Regions from separate parts of the Mus musculus genome. Here region 1 is linked to region 2. The links are chromatin contacts, called in public promoter capture Hi-C maps. All regions are on one chromosome and are shown on one strand. Each heading gives the region's core, a stretch centred on a gene start, on an enhancer-like site or on the middle of the called end of the contact. The rest is flanking DNA. Distances are from core to core; before and after follow the strand shown. Region 1 holds the start of Fam118a (family with sequence similarity 118, member A). Region 2 overlaps 5031439G07Rik (RIKEN cDNA 5031439G07 gene).

What was found. Promoter capture Hi-C pulls out the DNA fragments that hold promoters and counts their contacts.
Region 1: a promoter capture Hi-C map of pre-B cells shows a contact between it and region 2, with 1.9 times the contacts expected there. The contact joins the promoter of Fam118a here to the enhancer-like site in region 2. A contact is called at or near these places in 1 of 39 promoter capture datasets (pre-B cells), 2 of 115 datasets of contacts at active chromatin or transcription factors (the SCID.adh cell line and embryonic stem cells) and 3 of 9 other capture datasets (adipose tissue, liver and pancreatic islet).

The regions. Positions count from the first base shown.
Region 1 is chr15:85,035,289-85,038,392 of GRCm38.p6, forward strand. Fam118a (family with sequence similarity 118, member A) reads left to right here and starts at 1,774. Exons shown (of 9, transcript NM_133750.4): 1 at 1,774-1,956.
Region 2 is chr15:84,964,149-84,967,332 of GRCm38.p6, forward strand. All of the region lies in intron 1 of 5031439G07Rik (RIKEN cDNA 5031439G07 gene), which reads right to left. Among named protein-coding and RNA genes, the nearest start is that of Mir1249, 14 kb to the left of the region's middle. Within about 2 kb of position 1,628, at least 32 of the 459 cell types and tissues checked have an H3K27ac peak or open chromatin away from gene starts, as enhancers often do. A contact at or near this core is called in the SCID.adh cell line and pre-B cells, where this site is marked.

The DNA of each region.
Region 1 (3,104 bases), core at 524-3,023, 71 kb after region 2:
TGCTTGCCTCCAAGGCCACCTTTGGTATAACAAAGAAAGGAATCTGGTCTGTTGAACTCATGCCATGAAACATATTTTGTGCACACACCTATTCATGAATTTGTTCAGCCTACCTGAATGACGCACTGCAGGAACACACTGGCGGGCGCTACATTATCTACTCAGAATGAACACAGTGGACAGGGATTAAAGCAGTTTTCTGAGACTCCCTGTAAATCAGGGTGATCCTAGTACTGCCAGGCTGGGTAGAAAGTGTTCATCTGTCTCTCTTGGATACAGAGGAGGGCATTGTTTCTAAGGTGTCCCTTTTGTCCCTTCTGTGGGTTTGCCCTTGTAAAGCTGCTTGGCTGAATGGGCAGAGACTTCCGATCTGTGTTGACCTTAGATGGAGAGTTGGGATTACTGAGGCTCTGCCACACTGGATCTTGGAGGGCATCCAGTGTGTGGGTGGTGTGCTGTGGGTTCTAACTCCTCAGCTCCTAGCCTACAGTCTCCTTGAACAACTTCCTTCCTGTAACCCGGGAACTTCTCCAGTGTCACAGGTTCAAGTCTTAGGACCCTTTATGGAAGCAGGAGCTTGTGAACTAAATTGCATCACATGTAAATTGTTCAGTCTAGTAGTGGGAAGCCCAGACCTTTGAAGCCAATGCATGGTTGGTATTGCCAATACAACTTCTCTGGGCTTCCTCCTCTCCTGCTGTTAATTGCAGTAAATGGGGTGCCATCCTCATGGGAGATGTCCTGAGGACTGAAAAAAACATTTTCTCAAAGGCCAGCTACTTAGTAGGTACCCAGACTCAGGTGTTCAAACCACTGTTCTGGGCTCTGGTGCCACAAATTTCAAGCTGGCCAGGTAGTGATTTTGTATACCTTACACCCACAGAGTAGGTGGAACTCTGTGAGCTTGAGGCCAGCCTGTTCTACAGCGCTAGTTCTAGGACAGCCAAAGCCACATAAAACCCTGTCTCAAAAAGAAAAGAACAAAAACCCAGGTTTTATTACACATGCATTTTTCTTATGGGGCTGAAGGGATGCTTACAGCAAACCCATGTAGAAAAAAAGGAGCCAGAGGTAGAGGAAGTCCAAATAACTTGCCTGGGCAGGCCGACCTGGGAAGATGAGGAAGAGGAAATAGGCTTTGATCCATCCCAGCCTTATTTAGAGAAAGGAGAGGTGTCATTGACTTTTAAAGGTCCTCATGCTGAGTGCTCCAGCGCAGAGCCCACCCACGTGTACTCTCGAACGTTCGGGGTGGGCACTGAGTTCACCCGATTAACAGGTGCTGAACCTGGGTACATATGCTCATTAGTCCCTGGATCTAAGCCCAAGCTAGACGTGTCCAAGAGGCACATCGGAAGGGCCAGACGCCTACTCTGACACGTGGTAAGGGAGTCGGTCACTGCGGGGAGGACGTGAAGCATGCTAGGCTGGGGAAGGGCACAGGCTGTACAGCCTGTGGCTTGAGGTAGATGGAGTGAGCCCGGCTGGAAGTGGTTGCCCAAGGGTGGTTCCGGCCGAGCTCAACGCCTTCTGCGTTTCCGCGGGGCTGTCCAGGCGTGCAGATGGGGAAACTGAAGACAAAACAGCGCTGGGAAGACTGGCCGCGAGACATTCAGTCTCTTAAGACCAGGCTCATCGTGGACACGACAGCACAGTCCGTGGGTCCAATCGTAGCTTCTCTTGGGGGCGGGACGCGTCGTGGCCACGCCCCTTCGGGCGGGGCTTCCCGTTGCCGCGGGGCCGTTGATTTCAGGGCGGAACGTTCGCGCGGGCAGTGCGCGCGCGCGGGGGGAAGGCCTTGAGAGAGCGCTGCGGATTCGGCTGGGCAGGCTCGGCGTGGTGCACGCGCAGCGCCATCCGGCGCAGCGCCCGGCGGCTCCACCCAGCCGAAGGGGCGCGACCCGGGTGGGAGGCGGCGAGAGCGCGAGCGACACTGGTGTCTCCGTGGCACGGCAGGTGAGGCGGCGGGTCGGGGCTGGGTGCCAGCGCCTCGCGTCTCCCCAGCCCTCAAAACCCGCCTAGGGTGCCCAGGACCCTAGTGCCCTCTGATGCGCTGGGGACCCTGCCTCCGACATCCCCTGGGCTGCCTGGGTCCGCGGCCACCTGTGGACCTGATTACCTTCCACACCTAGAAAACCTCACCATCCTCCAGATTTCCCTCAGACTCAGCACACAGACCTCGGCGGCTTCAGGGCCCGAGACCGTTATATCTTCTCCAGAAGTCCAACAGATCCCCTCTGGTCCAACTCCAAAGCTTCGGGTCTCCAGGCCCATAGACTCCCATCCTTTCTTGGGTGGAGAGGCCTTCAGACCCACCTATCCCTAGAGACCTTCCTTCCTAGGATCTCCTGCCTCCTGCTCTCTATCTTGAGGTCCACAGAGCTTTTCAGCTTCTACTAGAGTGTTCTTGAGGTTTGTGAATTGTAAATAGGGATAAAAGTAGCACCATCTGATAGGTCAACAGAGGACCACGCATAACCAAAGAGGAGGTGGGATGTGGGGCTTCGCATGTGCGTTTGTTTTCACCGTGCAGTGGAGGCTGGTGTGGGACCGACTCATTGTGGAGAATGGCAGCGCTGGGAGTAACGGGAGTTGGGCAGTCAAAGCTCTTTTAGATTGTGCCCTCAATGTGTGGTAGTTTCTGTTACCACACACAGCCCACCAAAACCAGTCCAGGAAAGTAAAGCTTGATTACAGTGGTCTAATTGATGGGACGAAGGTAAACTAAAGGTCCATCTTTCTGGGATCCTGATTTAAGGGTGGCTGTCTTCCCTGAGGTGGAGGTTTGGGGCCAAATGGTACACATCTTATCATTTTCAGTCCTGGAAATCTCTAGAACAAGGATTATCCTTTCCTCGGGCTATTGTCATTGATAAACAGTCCTTGACTTGCTTGCTACACCGGCAGTCTGGTACCCTGAGGTAAAGCCCCAAGAAAGAACATGGCCTGATGATTGTGAAAGGCAAGGGCCAGGCATTTTTAAAGAGGGAGTGGATACCCTCTGCGGCCCAGTGCTGGGTGCTGGAGGCAGATGACACAGCTCCAGCTGGTAAGGGTTGGGAGGTGGGGATTAGCCAAGTTGGTGGTACTTAAGAGTGCCTTCA
Region 2 (3,184 bases), core at 378-2,877:
TGTACACAAGTCTGGCTCATAAGACTAACTTCTGTGTGATTAAATTCTCATGGCATTTCAGAAAAAGGAAAAAAAAAGTGAAGAAAAGCAGATGATGGTGGTGACACTGGGTGTGACTGTGACACTTGTGACCCAAGAACTCCAGAGTTTAAGGCCATCTGGCTTATAAGAGAAAAAAAAAGCAGAGGTGTTTGTCTTAAAAAATAAAGTACTGGGGCTGAACACACGGCTTAGCAGTTAAAAGCACTGGGGCTGGACACACGGCTCAGCAGTTAGCGCACTGGCTGCTCTTGCAGAGGACCTGGATTCGGTTCCCAGTGGCCACCTAGCAGCTCATAACCATCTGCAACTCCATTCCAAGGGATCCTGTGCCCACCGTGGGGAACTAGCCTCTTTGGGCACTGCACAATATGGTACACTTATATACATGCAGGCTGAATACTCATACAGGAAAAAAAATGAGCAAACCTAAAAATAATAAAGCAAAACAAAAAGAGTAACAAAAATAGACTACGCTCTGTGCTGCTAATAAAATCGAATAATGGAACAACTTTCAGGAGGTAGGGGAGGATTCTGTAACTATTGGCACTTGCCGAGAATTAGGTGAATTACGGTATATCTACTACACCAAATGTCTGTTGATCATTAGTTTACTCAAAGGTCTAGGAACCAAACCCAGGGGCCTCATTTGTGCTAAGCAAGCTTTCTATTCCTAAACCACATCCACAGTCACACCACCTTGTAAGGGCTGTGAAGGCTGCACACAGACACAGAATGCGGGCCATGCAGTCCCGGGTAAAAAGACTAAACTCTGTTGTAGTCATGCCGACTGAACCACAAACCACAGGAAACAGGAGAGGCAGAGACAGAACGGTTGGGCAGCTGACTTTCACAGGTTGGTCACCCCTGGCCAGCGCTGGCTACCCTCTCTGCCTGACTTCCTTCTCCATAAACTACCTTTTGCCATAAATCTATGGCTTGGTGTCACAAGCCAGTAAGCATGAAGGGAGAGGGAGAAAGGCCTCTTCACAGGGAAGGAAAGACGGACACAGATGTTTTCCATGCCCACAGCTGGGCTTGACAGATCTACCATAGGATTTCTGACTCCTGGGGACACTGAGCAATGCAGGCATTGAAATTCTACAGCATGGATCCTTGTCCCAACTGTTCCACACACAGACTGCTCCTGTACCTCCCACATTCCCAGAATCATGGTGAGGTCTGGGGTAAAATTCCTTACTGGGCTGTGATACTCCCTCTACATGGGGCAAGTGAAGAAACTGGATGTAGCTGTTTTGCGTGCCTCTCTGGACAGCCTGAATAAAGTCCCTGGGTCACAGCCTCCCAGAATCCTTTGGTGCTGTGGTATAGCAACTGAATCTTTTTAGCCTGCTGTTTCTTTCTCCCCCTAGGTAAACCCTTCTCCCTTCCTTTCCCAAGCCTGTTCAGCAAGAATTCCCAAGTCGAAGCCTGGGAGCTGTCAGTCTAGCATAGAACTTTCTAGTCCCCGGAACCTTGTTTGTTTCTGGGCTGCAGCCACAGGTGCAGGTTTCAGTGAGTCCAGTGAGCCCAAACCTCAGGCTGGCAGACACAGCCTGAAGCTGAGCCACACTCTTGGGCAGCACCATGGACAGCTCCCACTTGCCAGGCTCCTTCCTTCTTCCATGCTGGGGTCCTGGGGGGCAGCAAGGAGTTAGTTTTCCTTGCTCCTGGGACCTACAGGGGCAGACTAGGAGCAAGAGTGACTCTGGCCACACTGTCACCAAGCAATCGATTCACAACCTGTTTTATGATGAGTTCTGTCTAAGGCATTTGATTTAATGAGGGGCTTGCTAATATCAGATGCATTCATTTCCAAACACAGAACACAGCCCCGAGAACCTGACTTCTCTGACCTTCGAGAGAATTCTGAGATCTGCCTGTGATGCTGTGGAGACCAGGATTCCCTCAGACAGATCTGTTGTTTACCATCTGAGGACACAGAAGCCAAGCGTCTGCCACCCTGTTCACTCCCAGCTGGAAATCTGTCAGGTGACAGTTTTCACCACTTTGCAATGTCTGCCATCCAGGAAGGCATTGATGTGGGGCTGCAAGCAACATACTCACTGAATAGAACCCATGAATAACTAGGGAAGAAATGACTAGAGCTGAAGGAGGAAATGGAGGCCGGTAACTTGCTTAGAAATTATTAGGTTACATTTATTAGTAAAATAGACCGAGCATCCGCCAGGCAGTCTAGAGAAGACGCTGACTGATAATGCTAATGAAGCCCTGGGTCTCTTATCTGGAAGAGTATAAACTCTGCCAGGCAGGCAGGACAACCCTGGAAACAGCCCAGGAAAAGTACTCCTGGTCTGACTCGGGATGACTATGTCCGTATTTCTACATTGCACATCTCCCCCACTTGTCCAGAGAACCAGACCTTGGAGCTGCTGTCTCTGAGGAGCATGGGTAACTCCTCAGAGTGTAACTTGGGCGGGGCCATGCCCCTGTATAAGTGAAGATTTCCATTCAGGACCGGTTCCCTTCTGTGCATTAGCCAGAACAGGTTGCTTGCTGTTATTACAGCGTTTTTTCTTTATCAACCTCTGTGTGCTTGATTTCTCACTGGGAAGGCATAAAAATATTATAACATACAGTCAGCTCCAGATAGGGCTGCAGACCAGTTGTTCTTCCTGCCCAGCGACTTCTGATTCTCCTCTACTACTGATGGGTCCTCTACAGGGGGAGGGGGAGAGCACACATTAGGGTGACCCTTGTGTTCTCTCTCTGCCTCTGTAGCAGCAGGTTCTCTGCCTCACTGTGCATCTGAGAGATGGTCTGCCAACTCCATCTTGGGTTCAGGCTTCACCTTAGAACTCCAGTTAACCAACAAGCCTGTACCAGTTTCCAGGTCACCCCCTAACAACCGCCAGTCAGGGGGAAAGCAGAAGTCACAGCTGTAATGTTTATGGTTTGGCTCCCAGCACCAGCCAATCATTTTCTTTCTTTCTTTCTTGTTTTGTTTGTTTTTCGAAAAAGGGTTTTTCCGTATATCCCTGGCTGTCCTGGAACTCACTCTGTAGACCAGGCTGTCCTCGAACTCAGAAATCCGCCTGCCTCTGCCTCCCAAGTGCTGGGATTAAAGGCGTGCACCACCACCACCCAGCCAGCCTATCGTTTTAAAGGGGCAACAAATTCCATA